2 separate regions of the Anas platyrhynchos genome follow, and region 2 is linked to region 1. A link is a contact called in public Hi-C data. All regions are on one chromosome and are shown on one strand. The core of a region is the stretch at or near the end of the contact, and the rest is flanking DNA. Distances in the headings are between cores, read along the strand shown.

Region 1 (4,223 bases), core at 33-2,532:
ACAAATCTGTAGCAGCTAAAGGAAAGGGGTTTGGATCTGGGCAAAGTCCTTGGAAGCTGCATGCTCCTTGCTTTCACCCACCGACTTTATAGCGGGGGCAAAGGAAAGAAGAAGTGTCTCAGCAACACCAGGGGAATTCACAGCGACCTCTGCCCTCCCTGCACCTCTGGGGAAGGCAGCAGAAAGAAGTCCTGAGCACAGATCCGCTGCAGCACAGGAGGGGAACAAGCCCAGAGCTGCGAGAGAACGTTCCTGCCTCCGACACAACAAAATGGGAGCGGGCTGTTTGTTTTCCCTGATGCTAATAATCGCGGTGCTAGGCTTGTCGTCGCCAGCATTGCTTCCTTCCCCAACATAAACTACCGTGTTTTAAAGCGGGGCCTCTTGATTGTTTTTATTTATGTGCAGGGATGGGATTTCAAGCTGTTCTCTACAGCCCTGCGAGCTGGGCCTGCTCTGGGGAGATGAGGGGGTGATGTGCTTGTCTGTCCAAAGGAGGGATGGCAGGGGGCTGTGTGCTGCAGCAGAGGCAGGAGGGGATGGCAGGAGGCACACAAAGGAGAGGCGAGAGCAGGAGGATGTCTCTTGCCAGGAGAGCACACGTGTAAACCCCTGGGTTTGAACTCAACCACATCAACCCGTGATCTGAACCGAAATGCAACCAGGGAGGCAGCAGCGTCAGTCCCACCCAGCCCGGAGGAACACGCAGCTTTTGTGTGGGAGGGCAGCGGGGAGAGGAGCAGAGCTGTGTCCCGGCGGGCTTTAACCGGGGCAGAGCAGTCCCTGCCCTGCAACTGGAGAGCTTTCAGGCCATATATTCCGCGTGGTGGCCTGGAGAGGGCCGAGGAGGATGCAGAAAGGCAGGATGGAGGTGGAAAATCTGGAGCGCGACTCTTTTGCCTCTAAGTAGGTGTAGTTTAACCACCGGTGCTACCATTTCAAAGCCGTGCCAAGCTGCACACTGAGCCCCTGGAGCCCCAGTGCTGTGCAGGGTGCCCGACCTCCCCTCCATTAGGGCAATCCTGTGCCGAGCTTTAGAAAAAAATAAAAAAAATAAATTTCAATAAAACACCAAAACAAACAAAAACATGGGCTCGTGTGCGCGTCCTCCTTGCTTTTTTCAACACCAGCCTGCCCTTCCCCTCCCTGCTCCGGCTGCGACCTCGCTGGCCGCGCACCCTGCCCCTCTCCCAGCGCATCCCCGGAGCGCCGAGGGGGAGCGGGGGCTGCGCTGCGCCCCCCTTAAAGCCCCCTTTTGGGGCTCTCCTCCAGCAGCCGGCTCCAGCCCGGTGCCGGGGCCGCGCCCGCCCGCCCCGGAGGCGGCTTTAAGAGCGGGGGCGGCGGCGGGGGGGGGGTTCTCGGGGCCTCCTGCGGAGCCTCCGAGCGGCCGCGGGGGCTCTGCGCGGCTTTTGCGCGGGGCGCGCACGGGCGGCGGAGGCGGCGGCGGGGCTCGGGGGCGCGGAGAGGAGCGGAGGGGAGCGGAAAAGAGCGGAGGGGAAGGGAGAGGAGCGGAGGGGAAGGGAGAGGAGCGGAGGGGAAGGGAGAAAAGAGCGGAGGAGGGCTCAGCCCCTCGGCCCTGCCCCGGCCGCGGCCCCCGGCGGGGCGCTGCGGGTGTGCATGGCCCTGCGCGGGTGGCGATGGCTGCGTGATGGCCCAGCGCGGGCAGCCCGCCCCGCACGCCATGGCTGCCAAAGAGGAGCTGTACAGCAAAGTCATCCCCCGGCGGAACCGGCAGCACCGCGCGGGGACCATCAAACATGGCTCGTCGCTGGAGATCCTGCTCTCCATGGGCTTCCCCAAAGCCCGGGCGTAAGTGGCGGCTCGGTCTCTTGCTTATTCTTCCCCCCCCCCGCCCTCCTCTCGTCTCGTTTTGGGGTGGTTGAGGGATGCGCGGCCGCGGAGGGGGATGCGCGGCTCCAAGGGGCCGGGGACAGCCGGGGATGCGCTCCCGGAGCCGCCCCGGGGACACGGAACACGGGGAGGTTGCGGGGTCCCGGGGGCGGCAGGTGCCCCCCCGGCAAAGCCTGGGGTCGCCATAAAGGCGATTTTCCGGACACCCCCCCTCCCCTCCCCAAGCTGAAATCAAAGCCCGGCGTTCCTGCGCTCGGTGCTGTCGCCGGGGCGAAACTCGGTCACCCGGGAGATCCTCCTGAATCCACGCACGAGTTGATCTTTCCGAAAGAAAGGGGGACAGAAGGGAATTTCAGGAGTGCAGAGCATTAGGTTTGGTCTTGTCCAGCTGAGAAATGCCCCGGTGTAATCGCCCTGCGTGTGCTTATGCTGGAAATGAATTAGGCAGCAACCTACGGGTAACTTCCTAATGGTTCAGTTTGGAGCGTGGTGACTCCTGAAGCGGGACCGTGGGCTTTAGGATGCAAATGCAGCCAGCCGGCATTTGGAGGTTTCCTGATCTAAGTTTCCCTTTTGTTGCTGATACCAGTCAGAACTCGGTGGCTTTTCAGCCTCGCTGCTGTGTTTTTCCATAAATACAGGGACACGCACATGCAGGTCTAGGGAGAGATGTCAGACTGCCACTGGCACATCCAGAAAATCCCCTGTGTGTTTCCCCTTGTCCTACTTACGCTCCTTAAGTCTGTCGGTGATCTGTAGTTACGTACAGACATTTAACTTTTATACATGATGCCTGCAAATGAAGATGGTAAGAGCCTGGTGGCTTCACGCTCTGCGCTTGTTTGGAGAGACAGACGGGCACCTTTCAGAGTAGCTAGAGGGAAAAAGCAGCCTGGTGCTATGAATGAAACTCGTCCTCACCTGTACGACAGTGCCATCGAGGCTGACCGTCAGCCCTGGGCTCGCCTCACCGTTCGCTGAGGAACAATGTCTGTGGTTCGTATTCTAGCCTGAGAAAAGTAACGTGTGACAAGAAATGAAACCAAAGCCTCGGTGTGCAAGATAGGGAAGGTTAAATGCAGAAAGTGAGACAGAGAGGGGCAAAATATCCTAAGTGCAAAGAATGCTTGTTGCAAATGTATCCCGCCAGCTGGGTAAGGCTGTCTCGGTGCTGAGCTCAGGACGCTTTGACAAGTCCTCTGCTGGCCCGGCCTGAAGTAGCTCTCTGCGCCCTATTCCAGCCTGCTAGAAATCCTCCAAACAATTTATCATTAAAATTCAGATGAGCAGCAAAACAGCAAAAGCCCAGACAAGGATGTTCTGCCTCGGGAATGCTGTGGAACAGCGTGCGGGCTCAGCAGCAGGAGCTTCGGGACCGCACGGCACTGGGATGCTCCCTGCCGGGATCATCTGCTCACTGAACTGCCAAGGAGGCAAAGCACCTCGTCTCCCAAGGCGTAAAGTGCAATGTAGCCTCAGCAGAAAGCCCCTTTGAGCCTTCACCCCAAGCTCTCCCTGCCCCGTTTGCTCCCCGCAGTGCCACGGGGAGGCCGGGAGCACAGATCTGCGCCTGGAGGTCCTGTGTATAAATAGAAGGCAGGCTGATGCCTCGAGTGGTGGCCATCTGTTGGGATGGCTTCTGCAAACAAAGCCCTGAGTTGTCAGACGAGTCTGTCAGGGATGTCACTAAATGCCATCGCTGCTGGCACCGCCAGGGACTGGGGCAGGGGACAGAGGGGCTGCTGATGTTTGGGGTCTGCTGAATTTGAGGGGTGTGCTGAAGCTGGGGGGCTGCTGAAGCTGGCGAAGAGATGCAGGAGCTCGGAGGAGCGCTGCTTACAAACAGTGCCCATGGGAATATCCCGTGGGACACTTGGGGAGACACTATTGGGACAGCAGGGGGACACTCACGGGTATCCAGTTCTCCTAACTTCCAGCTTCTGATCCAGCTCAGGCAACTCCACTCCTAGCAGCAGACAGGTCAGCGTTTGTTGCAGCAGAATAATTAGGATTAGATGATTCTTCTCCAGGATTTTGCCAGCAGTAAGAGCTCAGAAGGCCGGCCTGGCTCCAAGCTGGCGCTGCTGACAGGAGCTGAGGATTCTTGTGTTCATTTCATTTTCTCAGTTCTGGGTTTCTTCAGGCAAGTGACTTCTACCCTGCGCATGCTAAAATAATCAGAGGTGAAAGGCTCAATGTGATTTCCAAGTACTGCTGGCTGGTTAGTACAGACCAGCTCTGTTAAGGGTGGAAAATGGTACAAGCCAGGTGGAAAGCAAGAGAGGATGTCGCGTATGTTTAGGCTTTGGGTGTCGGGTGCTAAACTGCCGTGGATCTCTTGCTGAAATGAGGATGTTATTAAATAAGCCTTT
Region 2 (4,471 bases), core at 604-3,103, 48 kb after region 1:
GGTCATGTTTCTGCTCCCTCTAAAAAGCCATCCCCTCCTTTCCCTTCTGGTTATCAAAGACGTGGCTGGAATCAGAGGGAGGAAGGAGTCAATACCAAGAAAAGCTTTCCAACACCAAAGAGTGGGAAGTAGTAGAAATTTCCTCCAAGTGAAGCTTTCCTGGACAAAGCACAAAGTGATGCATTTTAAGGAGAGCTGTTTACACCTTGGACACTTTAAAGGTTTGGTACAGGAGCTCTCCTGCCCTACTCTGCTGAAGATTCCCTGCCATTAACAACCCTTTCATTCATTTGTGCTTCTGTTTCTCCCCCAGACTCTGCAAGTGATCTATCCTTACACACCCCAGAACGATGATGAACTCGAGCTGGTCCCAGGGGACTTCATTTTCATGTCACCAGTGGAACAAACCAGTACAAGTGAGGGCTGGATTTATGGCATTTCCCTTGCAACTGGCTGCTCTGGGCTGCTGCCCGAAAATTACATCACGAAGGCGGATGAATGTGGGACCTGGGTGTTTCATGGGTAGGTAAAGCCGCTCAGTTCACTTTCTGTCATTGTAAAAAGGGGGCTCAGCAGCCAGGATCTCACCTGAGCAAGTGAAAAGTCTCCCAGGGCTGCTGAGAAGGTCGCTTGGGGAAACACTGAGCACACAAAGCCCCATCTCGTGAGCAAAGGGAGAGCAGATGCCAGCCCAGTGCATGGGACTGGAGGGTGATGTGGTTTATTTAGCTAAGACATTGCAGCAACTCTTACTCACAGGATCGCTGCAGAGCTGGAGCAGATGGGCACTGCAGAGCCACCACTGTGTGGGCACCTCGGTGGTGGCAGCAGGATCAGGAAGGTTTAAATCCGAGCATTAATTTGGGAGGCGAGGTGTGTATAATTCCAGGAGAAAAGGACTGGGGGTCAGCAAGGTTTCTTAAGATACTTAGCAAGGCTTCCAGAAGTGGTTAGTCGCCTGCCTGACACTGGCTTCAGCGAGAAGCTCGTTCTGAGCAAGGTTCTGCCTTGTTGCCTCTTGCTTTTGGTGGGAATTAGTCAAAGAGCAGTAAAAACCTAGTGCTTGAGCTGTGGTCTGGGCACTCCTGCAAGCCCCACAGGGCTGTTTGCATCCCAAAGCACCTAAAGCCATCTGGAGAACAGGGAGTAGTTTCTATGCAGGAGCACGAGATGACAAGGGGAGCAGAGAGGCACGTTCCTGCCTGCTGGCCCCCTGGCAAACAGCACACTGATCCAGTAACTCTTCAAATCAAGCAAAATGCAGGAAACAAAAGAGCAAAACTGACGTGCAGCCTTTGTCTGTGTCTCATCAGGCTTAGCATGCGTCGTGGTGAAGGGCAGATGGCAAGCAGACACGGGGCAATTGCAGCTTGCAGGCTGGCCTCCAGATGTGGCTGTCACAACCACTGCCCTTCTACAAACCAGTCCTGCTTTAACCCCAAATCCTACCCAACCCAGAAAACTGCCAGGCAGGGACAAGCATAGCAAGAGGTCACTCCTTTGCCCCTCTTGCCACAACCAGTCAATCAGCAAGTTTGTTTGAAGGCAGGACTTAATCCAGACCCTCCCATCTGCAATCCAGCCAAATTGTCCTTTCTTCCCCTAAAGTTTGCCAGCCAAAATAGCCTCAGGTCCACAAATAGCGAGGCGCCCTGCTCTAGTGGATTTTGCTTTTCTTCTAACAGTACCTGGAAGGGTTTTGAGGCCTAGAGACTTAGCATGGGAAAGAACTATTATTGCAGCAGCGACCAGAAGGAAAGCCAAACATTTTGTACCTCCAGGACTGCTTTGTCTCCAGGCAAGCAAAGAAAGGAAATGCCCCTTCCCTGATCACCACTAAGGACTATAAATCAGGAACAGGAGCATGCAATACGGTGCATTTATCAAAAACGTTATTACATACCCGGAAACAGCCTCGTTTTACACAACAGCTTCCCGCGGGGAATATTAGGTTACAGAATGTCATTTGGTCAAAACAATAGAGCGAGCCAAGGACAACCTAAGCCCCACTGACACCCAGGCCAAGGCATTCACAGCAGGATCCTCTTGGTAGGAATAGAACAGAGCACAGGCACCTTCATTTCATAGACGTGAAAGAGAGCGTGGCAGTACTCACCAGGGCTGCAGGGGAGCTGCTGTGGTGGGGGAGATGGGATCCAGTTGGCAGCCTTGGCACCGAGGATGCTGCGGCTGGTTTGTGCCACCCCTGTGCACACAGCCATGTCCAGCTTCATCCCTGCAGAGGGAGAAAGAAAGAAAGAAGAGCCATTGAGCTTTCCCTCCTAGGCACAAGAGACTGCATTCTTCAAGTGAAAATCACGCATTATTGAGCTCATCACGGAAACACAGCTCACTCCGGGCTGCAGCACGCTGCTTGTACCACGCAGGAGAAATGACAGGCAAAGTGCTATTCTGGGATGTTTGATCAAATCTTGCATACAGCAAAGTAAGGTTGCCAGCACCTTACTGGCTTTTAAACATTTCTCCTGAGAAAGGTTTCCCTGTTTCACTACTCAAGGGATGCAGAAGCTGAATCCTGGCCTCTGCAGGACGTGGTTTTATGGCTAATGTCCAAGTGGTGCCTCAGGAGCTCTGCCCAGCACAGACCTTGCACTTCACAGAACAAAACGCCATCCCTGCCCTGCAGCAAGGTCTGGACCTCGGCTGCAGACCAACAGGTTGCCATCACCAGGAGACAAGCCTGGCGAGCCTTTTAATAGGGCAGAAAGGGCTCTGCTCATGAAACCAGGTTGTGTCTTGAGAGACTCCACGGCTGAATTCTTTCCCTGGTTTCTAAAATCGGAGTGAAATCACTTCTGTTCTGCAGACCCCAAGGGTTTTCCACACACCTAAAGTGCACTTCTCAGCTGGCTGTGGCACTTCCTGGTGTGCTTTCTGCTCGTGCCAGAGATTGGAGCTGCTAGGGACAATGAGGGGAAACATTTGGTCTCTGATCAGTGCTATTGCTTGGAAAAGAATGGAAGACAAATTGCTTTAGTGTCCCACACAATGCAACCCAGATCCTAAGTCCGGGTAACCCCTGCCTGCCATCCCTGCAGGAAGGGCGACGTTAAGGCACCGAGCAGTGCTTTCAGGTCCAGCTTTAGCTATGAGGTTATGCAAAAAGAACAGCTGATTTCCTGTTCCCTTCTTTTTTTTTTCCATGCTAAGAAAGCTTCAGAAAGCAAAAAGCATGAACCAAAGGTGCTCATTTGGAAAGCTGGACTTGTTTGCTCTAAATCTTAGGACCTGAGAGTCAGTGACACTTGGTGGCTGCTCTGCTGCTAGTTCTGAGTCCTGCAAGTGAAAAATAGCCTTCTGAAGCCAGCACTAGACTCTCCTTTGGGGTGAAGCTGGCTAGATTTGTACCAATGACACTAGATCTGTTCTGACTGAGCCTAGGAGGGGACCTGGCCATAGGCACGTTAGAAACAAAACGGTTTTTCCCTTGTATGATATCAAGCTGGAAAAATTCTCCTGGTAGCAGCCGAAGCTACTGGTGGGTTGAAGCAACTGGGAATGAATCTGAACTACGGATCCAGTCTGTATAGTATATTTTTATATATATATTTATAAATCAAACCTCCCCAGCAAACCGTTGAATATTTTCTAAGCTGCTTTCCATGCCCGTGAATTAGTGGGCTACCAAGTCAAAAGCAGAAATTCTCCACCCTCGGCACACGGAGCCCAGAGGAAGTGGGAAGCCCAGCGAAGGCACACACATCGACCGGCCCCACAGAAGCCACGAAAACCAAGCACAAAACACCATGGGTCTCTTGCACATTTAAAGGCATGTGGCTGAAGGAACCCTGCTATCTTTGTATCTGTGGACCCAGCGCTACCCAAAAGCTAAAACTTGCCACGATTCCCTGCGCTGTTTTTCCATTACCAGCAAAGCCAGAAATAGTCACCTCCTCCACCCCCAAATGGCTAGAAGCACTACAGATATTACACAGCAGGCTATTTCAGCTCCCCGAGAGAGGCCAGAGCTATTCCTTGCCCCTTTAATAAGCCTGAGAAATCAGGCTTGGTGCAAGGAACAGGGGGGAGGAAAAAGAGCCCGAATTTTTCAAGCCGTATTTGTGCCTCGGGAGGTTTTTTCCCCACTCTGTCTCCTTCCCGTTCGCTTTCCCTGGGGACCCCTCTCTCCCAGGCAGCACCGAGTGGCAAGGCAGAGGGGTCTTCTGTGCACAGCTGAGGGCTGGCAGTGTTGTGCCATGATAGAGCCTCTCTCCATCCTCTGCTCCAGCACCTCCACTCTTCAAAGGGCCTTTTCTCCAGGACACGGCATGTTGCTGAGAGCCGGGAAGAGGCCAGGCACCTCCCTTGCCCCGTGCAGAAGACAGAAGATGTTGTTGTCTGTTTGCCAAGTGGAGGAACCACGAGCCTTTGGGAAAAGCTCCCGAGCAATGACCTAGCCTGAGAAGATGACTAAGCTGAAACAGCTTCAGTGGTTCCTCTTCTCCAGCAG

What was found. A called contact is a pair of places that touch in the nucleus more often than the background predicts.
Region 2: a contact with region 1 is called in a Hi-C map of subcutaneous adipose tissue, with 2.0 times the contacts expected there. The contact joins the enhancer-like site here to the promoter of UBASH3B in region 1. A contact is called at or near these places in 4 of 8 Hi-C or Micro-C datasets (F1 follicle, liver, skeletal muscle and 1 more).

The regions. Positions count from the first base shown.
Region 1 is chr25:7,471,118-7,475,340 of IASCAAS_PekinDuck_T2T, forward strand. It overlaps UBASH3B (ubiquitin associated and SH3 domain containing B), which reads left to right and starts at 1,283. Exons shown (of 14, transcript XM_027444139.3): 1 at 1,283-1,809. The coding sequence starts at 1,649.
Region 2 is chr25:7,518,393-7,522,863 of IASCAAS_PekinDuck_T2T, forward strand. It overlaps UBASH3B (ubiquitin associated and SH3 domain containing B), which reads left to right. Exons shown (of 14, transcript XM_027444139.3): 6 at 314-522. It overlaps BSX (brain specific homeobox), which reads right to left. Exons shown (of 6, transcript XR_011804863.1): 5 at 2,117-2,236. Among named protein-coding and RNA genes, the nearest start is that of CRTAM, 20 kb to the right of the region's middle. Within about 2 kb of position 1,854, at least 2 of the 8 cell types and tissues checked have an H3K27ac peak or open chromatin away from gene starts, as enhancers often do. A contact at or near this core is called in subcutaneous adipose tissue, where this site is marked.